3 separate regions of the Sus scrofa genome follow, and all the other regions are linked to region 1. The links are chromatin contacts, called in public Hi-C and HiChIP or PLAC-seq maps. All regions are on one chromosome and are shown on one strand. The core of a region is the stretch at or near the end of the contact, and the rest is flanking DNA. Distances in the headings are between cores, read along the strand shown. Region 1 has its middle 140 kb from the start of CCDC54. Region 2 holds the start of BBX (HMG box transcription factor BBX). Region 3 overlaps BBX (HMG box transcription factor BBX).

What was found. A called contact is a pair of places that touch in the nucleus more often than the background predicts. HiChIP or PLAC-seq counts read pairs in DNA pulled down with a chosen protein or histone mark.
Region 2: an H3K27ac HiChIP or PLAC-seq map of skeletal muscle shows a contact between it and region 1, with 3 times the contacts expected there. The contact joins the promoter of BBX here to the enhancer-like site in region 1. A contact is called at or near these places in 2 of 5 promoter capture datasets (fetal skeletal muscle and liver), 10 of 47 Hi-C or Micro-C datasets (alveolar macrophages, embryonic fibroblasts, heart right ventricle and 5 more) and 2 of 2 datasets of contacts at active chromatin or transcription factors (alveolar macrophages and skeletal muscle).
Region 3: a contact with region 1 is called in a Hi-C map of epiblast stem cells, with 1.8 times the contacts expected there. The contact joins two enhancer-like sites. A contact is called at or near these places in 3 of 47 Hi-C or Micro-C datasets (embryonic fibroblasts and epiblast stem cells).

The regions. Positions count from the first base shown.
Region 1 is chr13:152,294,525-152,298,558 of Sscrofa11.1, reverse strand. No RefSeq gene overlaps it. Among named protein-coding and RNA genes, the nearest start is that of CCDC54, 140 kb to the right of the region's middle. Within about 2 kb of position 2,703, at least 49 of the 83 cell types and tissues checked have an H3K27ac peak or open chromatin away from gene starts, as enhancers often do. A contact at or near this core is called in alveolar macrophages, embryonic fibroblasts, epiblast stem cells and 5 more, where this site is marked.
Region 2 is chr13:152,002,254-152,006,375 of Sscrofa11.1, reverse strand. It overlaps BBX (HMG box transcription factor BBX), which reads left to right and starts at 1,298. Exons shown (of 18, transcript XM_021070469.1): 1 at 1,298-1,456.
Region 3 is chr13:151,979,378-151,983,302 of Sscrofa11.1, reverse strand. All of the region lies in intron 2 of BBX (HMG box transcription factor BBX), which reads left to right. Among named protein-coding and RNA genes, the nearest start is that of BBX, 24 kb to the left of the region's middle. Within about 2 kb of position 1,737, at least 5 of the 83 cell types and tissues checked have an H3K27ac peak or open chromatin away from gene starts, as enhancers often do. A contact at or near this core is called in epiblast stem cells, where this site is marked.

The DNA of each region.
Region 1 (4,034 bases), core at 1,454-3,953:
AAAGAAAAAAAAGAAATCTAAAATTTTTAAAAAAGGAAATTTAAAAATTTAAATTTAAATTTAAAATTTAAAAATTTAAAATTTTTCTATTAAACATAGCCTGGCTCAAGAAAAAATAACAACTGATATTAAAATTTTCTAGAAAAAAAAATGAAAGAAAACATGAGATCAGTGTTTACAGGATACTGTTAAAGAATGTTCAGGAAGAGATTCATAGATTTAAATATTTATATCAATAAAAATGAGAAAAATTGAGTTAGACATTATGCTCAAAAAGTTAAAAATTCTTAAGGTTTGCCTTTATTTCCACTTTGAACTTAATTTTCTTTTAAATTAAGCAATCTAATTTTGAAAACAACCTACAACAAATAAACCTAGCTGTATTAACTGCATTTAGCACTTTAACAATTCATTCTAACATTAGTACTGTTATTTTGAAACTATTATACATATTACGGGAAAAAGTAAGCAATTATGTTAATATTATTAGGAACCATGCTTTTCAGCAGAAAAGAAATGCAATGTAAATTAAGCTAAGTAAAAAATTCTATAATCTTTCACTAAAGTTGGAATATCAGCACAAATTTACGATTAACTACTCTTTCTTTGGAAAAACCACATACTTCCTATTACTTGTATTGAAATGCCTGAGAAGTAACAAGTTTTTCAGCCATGAACATCCTTATGTGCACAGATTGTGGTCATAAATACCATTTGCACTGAAAGCAATGAAGACTCCTTTAAGAAATGGCTGATTCTAGGTCTGGAGCAGTAAATGAAACTGTTCTAATGACACTAGAACTCTGAAAGTGTCCAAAAGCAAGGAAGCTATCAAGACATCTGAGGTTGTCAAATGAACACAGAAGCCAGAGACAGGAAATTTGAGCTTTAAAAAGAATAATCACTGGTATTATATAAAAGTATAAATAGAAATGCTGATAAAATCAATGCAAAACCAGAAGCAATAGGAGATTCAATAGGAGAGCAGGATCAAAATTACATATAGAAATCAATGTCTTCATATATTAAGCAATAAACAGTTACAGAGGAAACAGAGATGACCCCATTTACATTACCAATAAAAATGAAAAAATATCCTAGGGGTAAACTTAAAAAGAACTGTGCAAAACTTACACAAGAAAAACTTTAAAGCTTTCTCTAAAGGTGCAAAACTAGGACTTGAATAAAAGGAAAAATAAATCTTGCTAGACAACTGAATAATGTAAAATTATAAATTAATGCCAATTTTGAAACTATTCTTTGTGGAGCCAGATTATACAGTTTGCATGGGAAAAAAAAATAAGCAAGATTACCCAAAAAATAGGAAATCAAAATAAGAAAACAGCAATGAGGCAGGCCTAGCTCTACCAGATATTGGAAATATTATAGTTTCTATAATTGAAACAATGTAAGATTACATGTGAGTAGACAAACAGATCAATGGAAGAAAATAGAAAATACAGATATAGAGCCAAGTACAATGTGGGAATTATGTGATAAAAGTGGCATCTCAAATCACTGGAAGATAAATGGTTGTTCTAAATTTTTTTTTTTTTTTTTTTTTTGTCTTTTTGCTATCCGTACGCCAGAGCCACAGCAACGCAGGATCTGAGCCGCATCTGCGACCTACACCACAGCTCACGGCAACACCGGATCATTAACCCACTGAGCAAGAGCAGGGACAGAACCTGTAACCTCATGGTTCCTAGTCGGATTCGTTCACCACTGCACCACGACGGGAACTCCCGGTTGTTCTAAAATTTAAAAAAAAAAAAAAAAAAAAAAGATACAACATCACCTAAGTGGAATTCCAGCCAAAACCAAAACAAACAAAAACTTCAATGTGAATTTTACAAGGAGGATCAATATGAGTATCCAAATTGAAGGATATTTTGGAAAACCACTGGCCTGAACTTTCCCAAAAAGCCACTGCCAGAAAACAAACCAAAAATGCCGAGGAAGTAATCTAAATTGAAGGAAACTAAAGGGACTTGCTAACAAAAATCAATACGCGATTCTTGTTAAATCCTGGATTTTTATATTTTACAAACAACACTAGGGTAAGCAAAGATTTGGGCTGGTGTGGGGGAGGGGCGATCAGAAATTCTAACATGGACTGTATATAAAGCATAGTAATGTAATAAGATTTAATGGATTCCGACTCCTTATGACTGATACAATTCCTAAGACACAGCACTGTGACCCTACAGTTCAGTAGTCCTCAACTGGAGTCACTTCGCCCTGCCTTCCACCTCACATTTTTGACAGTGTCTGAAAACATTTTTTGGTTGTCATAGTTGGGGAGGAAAGGGAAGGTTATTACTGGCATCTACTATGTAGAGGTCGAGAGTGCAACTAAGCATTGGAAATGCACAAGACAGTCCCCCTAACCTCACAACATAGAATCGTCCTCCCCCAAATCAATAGCGTCGCGACAGAGAAACCGTGATGTAGCAGAAGCTTTCATTCTTAGGAGATAGTACTGAGATATTGGCTGAATTAAATTGTCTTTTGCGCAGATCAAATATCGGTAATATTTAAGGGTGAAGGGTTATGGTGTTCACTACTAACTCTCAAAATTGTTCAGCAAAAGACGCAGTACAAGTTCTTCCGCCCTGCTTCCCCCCGCCCTCGGTACCCAAACAGGGTCGCTCCCCCCGCCCCCCTGCGGACTGACCCGCGGAGCCTGCGCGGTGGGAGGATCTTGCGAGCACAGCTGCGCAGGCGCCGGGCAGCAGCCGCACCCACGCGGCGCTTCTCCAAAAGTTACAGATGCGCGAGCCGACCTCGCAGTTCCCGCGGCTCTCTACAGCAGAGAAGAGAAGAGAAAACGCGGCAGGGCGCTCTGTTGGCTTCTCCAGGAGTGACTGTGCTGCTTTCCAAGATGAAACCTCCCTTCCTTTGCAGTTCGCTGAGAGCTTCAGTGACCCTCGCTCATCCTTTGGAGCCCTCTGCCAGGACGAGCCAGTTGTGTGTGGCTACTGGTGCCTGACCATTCCTATCCTGGCTGGAGTCTCCAGAGGTGAGTTTTTACTCTCTCCTCAGTGGATTCTGACTTCCTGTGTCTGACGAGCCTGGGCAGTACCACATCTCCTGATACCACTGAGCAAAAGTGCCCCTGCGGACCCATTCCACACCCAGCTCCTCCAAGAGCTTACCCAGGTAACATTTTAAAATACCTTAAAATTTTATCAGCCTAGAGTTTCTTAATCAAGGAGTTGGCAGAGTTTTTCTGTAAAAATCCAAGTAAAAAATATTTTAGGATTTGCAGTCCAGGAACAGCCTCTGTCGCTTGTCTTTTGTTTGTTTGTTTTGTTTTGTTTTTAACAACCTCATAAAAATTAAAAAACAAAACACTTAGCTTCTGGCTTCACAAAAACATGGGGAGTTACAGTAATTAGACTACAGTCTTTCAATTTATTCAGCATGGAGGTAGGGTGGTCCCTGGTCTGACTACAGTTTTGCAGGACCCTGGTTCCAGGAGGACTACAACCCTGCCCTGGCCACTCTCCCCCTTCTTTACTGGGATTGTAACCCCCTACCCCTCGGGTTTACAGGGCCCCACCTACTGATGGTCCCTACCCCAGCACTTCTCTTCTTCCCTACTGAAAGACCGGGCCCGTTTTTTGAGTTCCTGGCAAGGCTGCCCAGAAGCCCCCAGATCTCTACTCTAAAATGGCAATCCCTTCCTATCTGAAAGCAAAAACCAAAGTCCTTACATTGTGACTAAATTAGTATTAAACCTAATACAAGATCTAACACAATTGTATTTTTATAGCATTTTTTTCTACTGATAAAGGTAATGTATGTCCACTATAGTAATTGGAAAATACTGAAAATTGTATACCAGAAAATAAAGATTCAGCATCATCCCAATCCACAAAAACTATCAAAATGTTTATGTGTTCTTTTAGTCTTTCTTTTCAATCCTTACTAATAGGACAACTTACTGAACTGGATTTCTGAAAAATGTTTAATAAACTTTTGTTGAAGTACAAAATCCAGAAAAGTAGTCAAACTGTAAATGTACAGTT
Region 2 (4,122 bases), core at 49-2,548, 290 kb after region 1:
ATCCAGTGTTCCTTTAAGTTTTAAAGCTACACATCTAGTCCATAAAATCCTAATGTTTATTTAATCATCAAAATGTTTGTGTTTAAGAATAATTCACAGACTCTTAAATCAGAAAGAACCATAAGAAAACATCTAGGACCTATGATAATGCCTGGTACACAGTAGATGCTGAATAAACATTTAATGAAGGGAAACTAGGGGAAGCTTCTTATTTTAACCTTATAAGAAAAAATGAAAACAAAACCTCAAACCAAATCTGAGAGTTAAAGAGGCTAAATTAGTTGCTCAAGATTGTTTAGCAAGTTTGAGAGTTGGGTCTAGAATTTATTTCTCTTAGTTTCCAGCTAAGGCTTTTCCTCAGCAACCTGTTGACTTGTTTATGTAGGACTGTCAAATATAAACTGTTAAAGATGCATCATAGAAAGAAAAATTAGAAATAAGTGTCCTTGGGGTCACCATCTCCCAAAGTCATCCAACATGAGATGTTCACATATGACTTGAAGTAAAGTAAATATCATATATAAAATATCAAAAATATAGATCTTGCATATATTGATTCAAAAGGCCTATTTTGAAGGAAAAGGGTCAACAACCAATCTTCCACGACTTAGTCTACTTTTCGGTACTGTTTGTATGCCCACACAGGTGATTTGCAGTCCTCTGATCAGCTACAAGTAGAGTCACTATTTCAGCAAAATGTTTATCTTTGTTTCTGGGTACCGTTGTGTTGATTTTTCTCAATTTACCTACGAATGAAGCATCAACAACCTCAATGTATTACAGTCCTAATAAACTTATCTTGCACTATTTTGGCCTGTGTGATAGCTAACCCATTGATAAAAGAATCCAAGCTGATTAAAAGCCTTTCCTGGCCACTTGTTAGCCAAGTCAGGCTGTAGAATCATAACACAATGCACGCCTCTTCCATGGGGCACCACAAGGCAACGATTAAAAAAAAAAAAAAAAAAAAAAAACCCTCACTTCCATATCCAGTGGAGTTGTAGTTTATTACTATAACCCTCCCAAGTCAAAAGGACACCAGTTTCAAGCCTTGCAACTTGGTGCAGACAGGGTTTTTGCCCCTCAACCCACTCTGCTGGGCCTCTCTACCTGTCCTCTCCTACTGTCTACAGGTCCCGAACATTAGAAAATAGAAAATGTGATGATCTTTGTGTGTCTCTGTAAAATGTGTGTATGTGTGCGTGTGTTTGGGTGTAACGGGTCTTCTGTTTGGCCGCGCGGCCTGTCCGTCACGGCACGGGCCAATGGCAGGCTGCCTTATATAAAATGAGTGTTTTCAGTCTCTCCGGGTTGCATGTACTGTATGTGGAGCAGTGTACAGTGAAGCGGAGGCAGAGCGGCTCAGCGAGCTCCTCTCCACTTTCCCATAGAGAACCCCTGACTGGCCGCTGAGGGCGAGCCACACACACGCCCTCACGCCCCGCGAGCCCGCGAGGTAAGAGCCCCCCATTCCCAGCCCTTCCCGGGCGCTCTCCCCTCACTTTCTGTTTTCCTACTCACTTGCGAGCCGCCGGGCTGCAGCCCCAAGGACTCCGCGGCAGGAGCAGCGGCGGCGGCGGCGGCGGCAGCCGGTAGGCTGGACTTGAGGAAGACGGAGGGAACCCCGCGCGTCCGGAGCCGCCGCCAGCCGGCCCGCTCCCCGGGCACTTTCCCCCTCCGCCAAAACTTTGGGTCGGGAGAGGTCGGGGGCGAGGGTCGCGGCGGCCGCGCCGGCGGGGGGCGGGGGGCGCAGAGGCAGTGCCCTGCGGGCGGGAGGCTGGGGGCCGGGCTGGGGAGTAGTAGGCCAGCCGGTGCCAGGCTGCGTTTGCAACCAGCACCTCTCGGCACACAGGCAGCGCCGCCCGAGAGGGGCACGGGAGCCGGGGCGCAGGCAGGAGCAGCCCGAGGAAAACAACAACAGAGCCCTCATGCCGGCGGGCGGCTCGTGGCCGCCCGGGGAGCCCCAAACTTCATCTCGGCGAAAGTACGTGGAGCCCAGCCTGGGCTCGGCTGCCGGGGAGGTGGGGCCTGGGGAGTCGGGGCAGGGGAGGAAGGTACGAGGAGCCAACCCTCAGTGTATTTATTGAACGTTTCGTGTGCGTCGGTGACCGGGAACAGCAGCCCAGTTGCTCGTTCATCTGGAGAGTTGGGATTTGGGTGTTCCGGCCCCGGAGATCGGTGCCCTCTCACCCCCCCACCCTTAACCAAATGCGCGGCGAGTAGAGAAAGTGCTGTTTTAGTGCCAGAGTGGCTAGGAGGAAGAATAGGGAGAGAGGGGGAAGAGGGCGAGGGAGAAGGGGAGAGAGAAGAGGGAGGGAAAGCCGGCGCGGGGGGGGGGGGGGGACGAGAGGGAGAGAGAGAGAGAGAGAGAGAGAGAACCAGAGAGAACGGGGGAGAGAGAACGAGAGAACGGGAGGGAAGAGAGGAGGGGGAAGAGGAGGAGGGAGGCTGTGTCAGGATTTTGCTTGAATGTGGGATTATGTTGTGTCAATAAGTTTAAGGTGGAGAGGGCGAAGCTGGGGGTGGTGGTGGTGGAGGGGAGGAGGAAGGCCTTGGCTGTTTAAAGTCTTAATTCTGAAGGTAAGTTATGGCATTGCATGGTCGCGATGACAGAAAACTTGCAGATCCTTTATCCGGGGATGGGGTCGATGCCTCTAGAAAGAGCTCCCCAGCCCTCTTAAGCCACACTCGTGTTACACTGTTATTTGCTGCGATCCGGGTCGCTAGTAAATTACAGAAATCAGACTCGAGGTTTCTTTTCCTCCTCCACCTCGTCTCGCTCGCTCACCCTCAGAAATTTATTATTATTTTTTTCAATTTTTTGGTATTGTATGAAACTTAACGTAACTGAGACCAAACCCGAGTCCTGTAATTTACAAGGAGCCTGAATCCAAGAATCTGGAACACGTTTATATGTGAAATATCCGCGATCATTTCAGCTAAATGAGGAAGGTAAAACGAAACGATGCAAAAAGCTAAGACACAACATGTACGACAGGGGCGGGGGGGGGGGAGAGGGAGAGACGGAGAGAGAAGCTATTTTTTGCTTTCCTTTCTGTAGAAAGGAAAATAAAGCGTGCATTCCCCTTCCCTCCTGGTGTGTAGGGTCTAGTCAATATTTTAACTGAGGACAAATTAGTCCAGGTGGATCTCGTTGAAAAGTTTCGCGAGGTGGGGTGGAAGGGGGGGGTTGCGAAGGGGAAGGTGGGTGGAGGTGGTGGGGGATGGGGACGGAGCGATCTCAGCCTCTGCTAATGGTCATTGGCCTGGGGCTTTGAAACCATTGCCTGTCCTGCTAATGACACGTCCAGTTCTTGTCTCCCCGCCGCGGACGCCGGGCTGCCGGGGACTGGGGTACTTTCCCCGCGCGGGGAGGGGCGTTCTTCGCCATCCCCTGGGGTTGCCCACTCGCGGCGTGGGGCCCCACGCGCGCCCCCTCTCCTGCGCGCCGCCGTCACCTCTGCTCGCGCGACTTTTGTAGCCAGCCCGCGGTGAGGGGGCGCAGGGGGCTCTCCGGCACGGACGTCCCCGCGTGGCCACCCCGCTCCCGGCCCCACGCGCGCCGCGCGGTCCAACCCCGGAATGGCAGCGCCGGGCCGGGCGGCGGTGCCTCCCCGGGGGGCAGCGGAGGCAGCGGCGGTGGCGGCGGGATCTTCGCCGGGGCCCGCGGGAGGAGGAGGACGGGGAGGAGGAGGGGAAGGAGGAGGAAGAGGAGGAGATGGAGGCGTTTTCTGCCCAGACTACCGCCAGTTCGAGCGGGCACGGGGACGGGGACACCCTACTCGTTGCTCCTCCGTTATGGAAAGGTGTTTAGCAGACTTTTACGCCCAGAGTGTGGGATTTGCACTTCATTTTTTTTCTCCCCCTTCTTCCCCAAAGCAAGATGGACTCTATTCCCTTTCTCTTTCTCCCTCTGCCTCTGTCTTGTCAGCCTTTAAGATCGACATTTTGTACTAAGATGCAAACTTGATGGTGACCAGCAACAAAGCCAGGGTGGGATCCCTCCCTCCCTTTCTCCCTCTCCGTTTCCTAGCTCCCCCCACCTCGACCTCGAAGACCTGGTGGCCCTGCACTTGACGCCAGGGGCTCTGGCGAATGTGTTTCCCCGTTTGGTTCCGATCT
Region 3 (3,925 bases), core at 488-2,987, 310 kb after region 1:
CTCAAAGCTCCCCAAGAGTAAAGAGACCTGCTAATTACAGTATTTTGGGAGAATGATAAAAGATTGATTGCATTAGAGCTCTGGAAACCTTTATTTAACAGATTTAAGGTCTGACATAAAGTAAATTTATGTAGAATATTTGTTTCAATAGATACCATTTGTTTCAATTTAATTTTTATAGTTTGATTTCGAATAGTTATACCAACTTTGAGACAGGTGTAGTATTTAATGGCTAAAGAAAAAGTTTGTTGAAAAATTGCAATTTGAGGAGAAGCCAGAGCCTGTATTTCTTGAAGAAGGCATATAAAATGGATGGGGTTACAAACTGTGAACTTGCTTCTCTTTACTTTGGTTTTTCATTTAAAATGGGGTATGAAAAAAAAGTCATGAGGATAAGTAGGTAGAACTCCTTCCTACCCTCTCTTAAAGCAGTTGAATCCAGTGGTCCCTCTCTTTCTACCTTGACACAGCCTGTGAGGGAGGAATTATCATCTCCATTTTAGATGAGGGAATTGAGTCTCAGAAGCTCGGCAACTTGCCCAAGGTCATTCTTCTGATAAGTGTTGGAGTTGGCATTCCATTCCAGCTCATTCTAAGGAGGCCTGGCTCCTGCTTGCTCACCCCCTTACGCTGCCTCTGGTGCTTCTGGCCTGGCCTTTGTACCACTGCGTCCTGCCCTGTACCCAGTTTGATTTCTATTGAATTGTAACGGTGAAGTTATGGCCCAGGATAAAAGTATCTCTTCTTTCTTTGTCGAGTAGATTGCCATATTTACATTTGCTTCTTAACTATTTTTTAAATTATTCTAAGCAGATGGTAAACCTCTAAAGTTGAAAAAGTTAGTATTCTATAGTATTATCAGAGGTGAAATACCTGGTGATTTTACTTTTTAAAGAACGTTGTCATGCCACAACATAAAAAAGGAAATAGTTTTGGAATTCAGAAAATTTATATTCAAAGAGAATAATAGAATTTAAGCTCTAGAAGGGATATTGCAGATGATCTTGGAGAAAGCAAGGGCCAGATTGAGGAACTGGGACCCAGGCCGTGTGAGTGGTAAAGCTGGAACTAAGACGTTAAGATTTCTGGTTTGGAGTTTTGCTAAAGAAATCTACTTAGCTCCAAATGATGTAGAACATATTTTAGTCAGTTGATGGCACCATTTTCACAGCAGGAATATGTGACTTTTTTTGTGTGTATTGTTTATTAATGGCTAAAAAGGATTAAGGAACTAAAATGTTATATTTTTATAGTAGAGCTCATATTAACTTTGAAAGCATTTTATCATTGTCCTAGTTACTTCTTAATTGTTTAGTAGTATAACACACTTTTGGTAACTAGCAGATACTTACATGGCTTTGGTCTAGCTTCTTGTGTCCTGCGAAGACAGAATTTGCAAAACAATAACACATTGTTAAATGGCATGCCAGTTTATCAAATGCCATAAGTTAATTACAGTCTGGTCTTGGGAAAAACCATCCCAGCCTCATAGCAGCTCATCCTAATCTTAAACTAAAGAGCCTTTAAAGTTATTCTCAGGCTGTTATATTTTGTTCTATCCATGAAAATGTTAAACCTCTCATAGATGTTGATCAGAGGAAAGAAGTTTTAAAACCCTAAACCGTAATTTAGTTGTGAAAGAGTGATTTAATTGTGAAAGAGTGATTTAACTGATTTGTGTACTGTGACGCCTCATGGTGGCCTTATTAAGAAACTGCCATAGTGAAACAAAGACCGCATACCTCACATACCTTGTAACTGACTGAATCCCTTCCAATGTATGTGCAGTAAATATAGGTGAGTTTAGACCCTAGATAATATTTTTGAGGTTTGTTTTTAATGCTTCATTTGGGAGAAATTAACCCCTGCTCTGCAGGTCAGGGAGGAAGCTTTGTATGCTGGATCAGGGCATTGCTTCTGGGAGTTCACCTGCTTTCCTCCAATGTGGAATTTCCAAAGAACAAGAGCCAGGTAGTTGCCAGCAGCTGCTGGCCTCTGCTACTTCTTTGTGTAACTTAAAGGACATTCTTTTCTTGAAATACTCTATAGTTTCAGTTGTTGGAAAATTGTCATAATAGATAGATTTTGTTAGAACAAGACACTTTCCTTTTGGCAGGAAATTGTCATAATTAATATATAGAGCTATGCTCTCTGACGTGAATGGCGCCCCCTAGGGTTGTACACAGCACAGCTTGCGCAGCTGTACGTGGAGACCCTGCAGGCAGTTGTATCCGAGGAGATTATGTCTTTAGACATCAGATATTAAAACATCACGTCATAAAACTATAAATGTAGTCCTTAAATATAAAATGCTAGTTATTTATGAAATCGTTATTTGTTTTAGTTATAAACATAATAGAAGTTGTTTCTTTTGGAATAGAGTGGAGACGTTTCTTAACTTCTGCAGTGTACTGACAAGGCTCTACTATATTCTATTACACATCTCTTGGCCCACCCAATTTAATATATTTTCAAAGTTGGTCTGTCTTTAAAAGTTCTGATTAAAGAAGAAAATTTTTGACCTTTATGAAGGAGCTTTCCTTTATTAGATAGGTGCAGTAATAGCATGCAGAATGACTTTAAGCATCCACCTCTTTTATCCATCATTAAAAGTTAATTGTCACATCATATAAGTGCCCAACTTGATGGGATTTTTAACGTACCAAAAATTGGCAACCTGTGACGAGGAAAGTATGTTCTGTGAGGAGTTGAGAAGAGAATGAAAGGAAAAAGGGACTTTTATAAATCTTAAGTGGCAGCTAAATGGAAATAAAAGCTTTTAATTTTTGTGGGACTTTGGTGATTGCAGATCAGTACCTTATGTTTAGTTGAAAGCAGAAGTTTTCAGAAAGCAACTTATTTGCGATGAGGGAGGTCATTTGGGTGACTCCAGACTGTAGATGTTTACAGTTGCTGTCTTTGTGCTGGTCCATGGAATTATTTTCTTAATGGGAGCAGTAATTGCCTTTTTCATTCTTATATAAGGAGTAGCAATTGGTGGGATATTCAGCAGGAAACCCATTCCTATGTTTGTAGTCTGTGGTGCTTCCCTGGTTGAGTTTGAGTCCAGTAGGTAGTGATGATGCATTAAGTACCTAAAATCACAGTTGTGCTGGGTCCTTCATTCAGTTTGGTGACATGATTGTAAATTGCTAGGCTCCAAGCAAAGATTTTGAAATGTGCTCTCATACCAGTCCTCCTCACAGTTTGGGGGGATGGGCGTAAAGTGTTCTCGGTTTGTAAAAAGGAGAGTACTTGTTTACAGTAGCTTGAAGACGCTAATTGTTTCTAGTAGGAATATTACACTTGAAACCTCAAGGTAATCCTTAACTTCTATTTAGGTCCCACTGACTGGTCCCCCAGTGACCAGTTTTCTCACTCTAATACCTAACCTGACCAGAGCTTTCCTGCCAGTTTCCGGGTTTACAGTAGATTGATTTGATAATGTTAAATTTGTTTGAATTAGCCCCTTTTTGTCTGCCCTCTGAAGATCAGCTCTAAGGCCTGGGAGCCACTCAGCATCCAGATTTTGATTCCTCAACTCTTTAAATTTTCCCGAGATGACATTTGTTCTCTAGTCATTCCTGGCCATAAATGACTAGTTTTTAAATTTTATCTTTATTGTCGCCATAATTTTAGGTAATGTTAGTGTAGCTTAAGGACCGTGGTTTGTTTTTTAAAAAGTTTTTAAATTTAAGTATAGTTGATTTATAATGTTGTATCAGTTTCTGCTTTACAAAAGTCTGTAGTTTTTTAAAGCCCTCTGTCAGAACACTGGTTATTTCCTTACTTGATTGGCTAAGTAAAACTCAGATTTTTTTTTATGAGTTCGTGATACCTAGGGCCACATGATTAAATAAATCATTTTTGGGAGTTCCTGTCGTGGCCTAGCGGAAACAAATCTGACTAGCATCCATGAGGACGC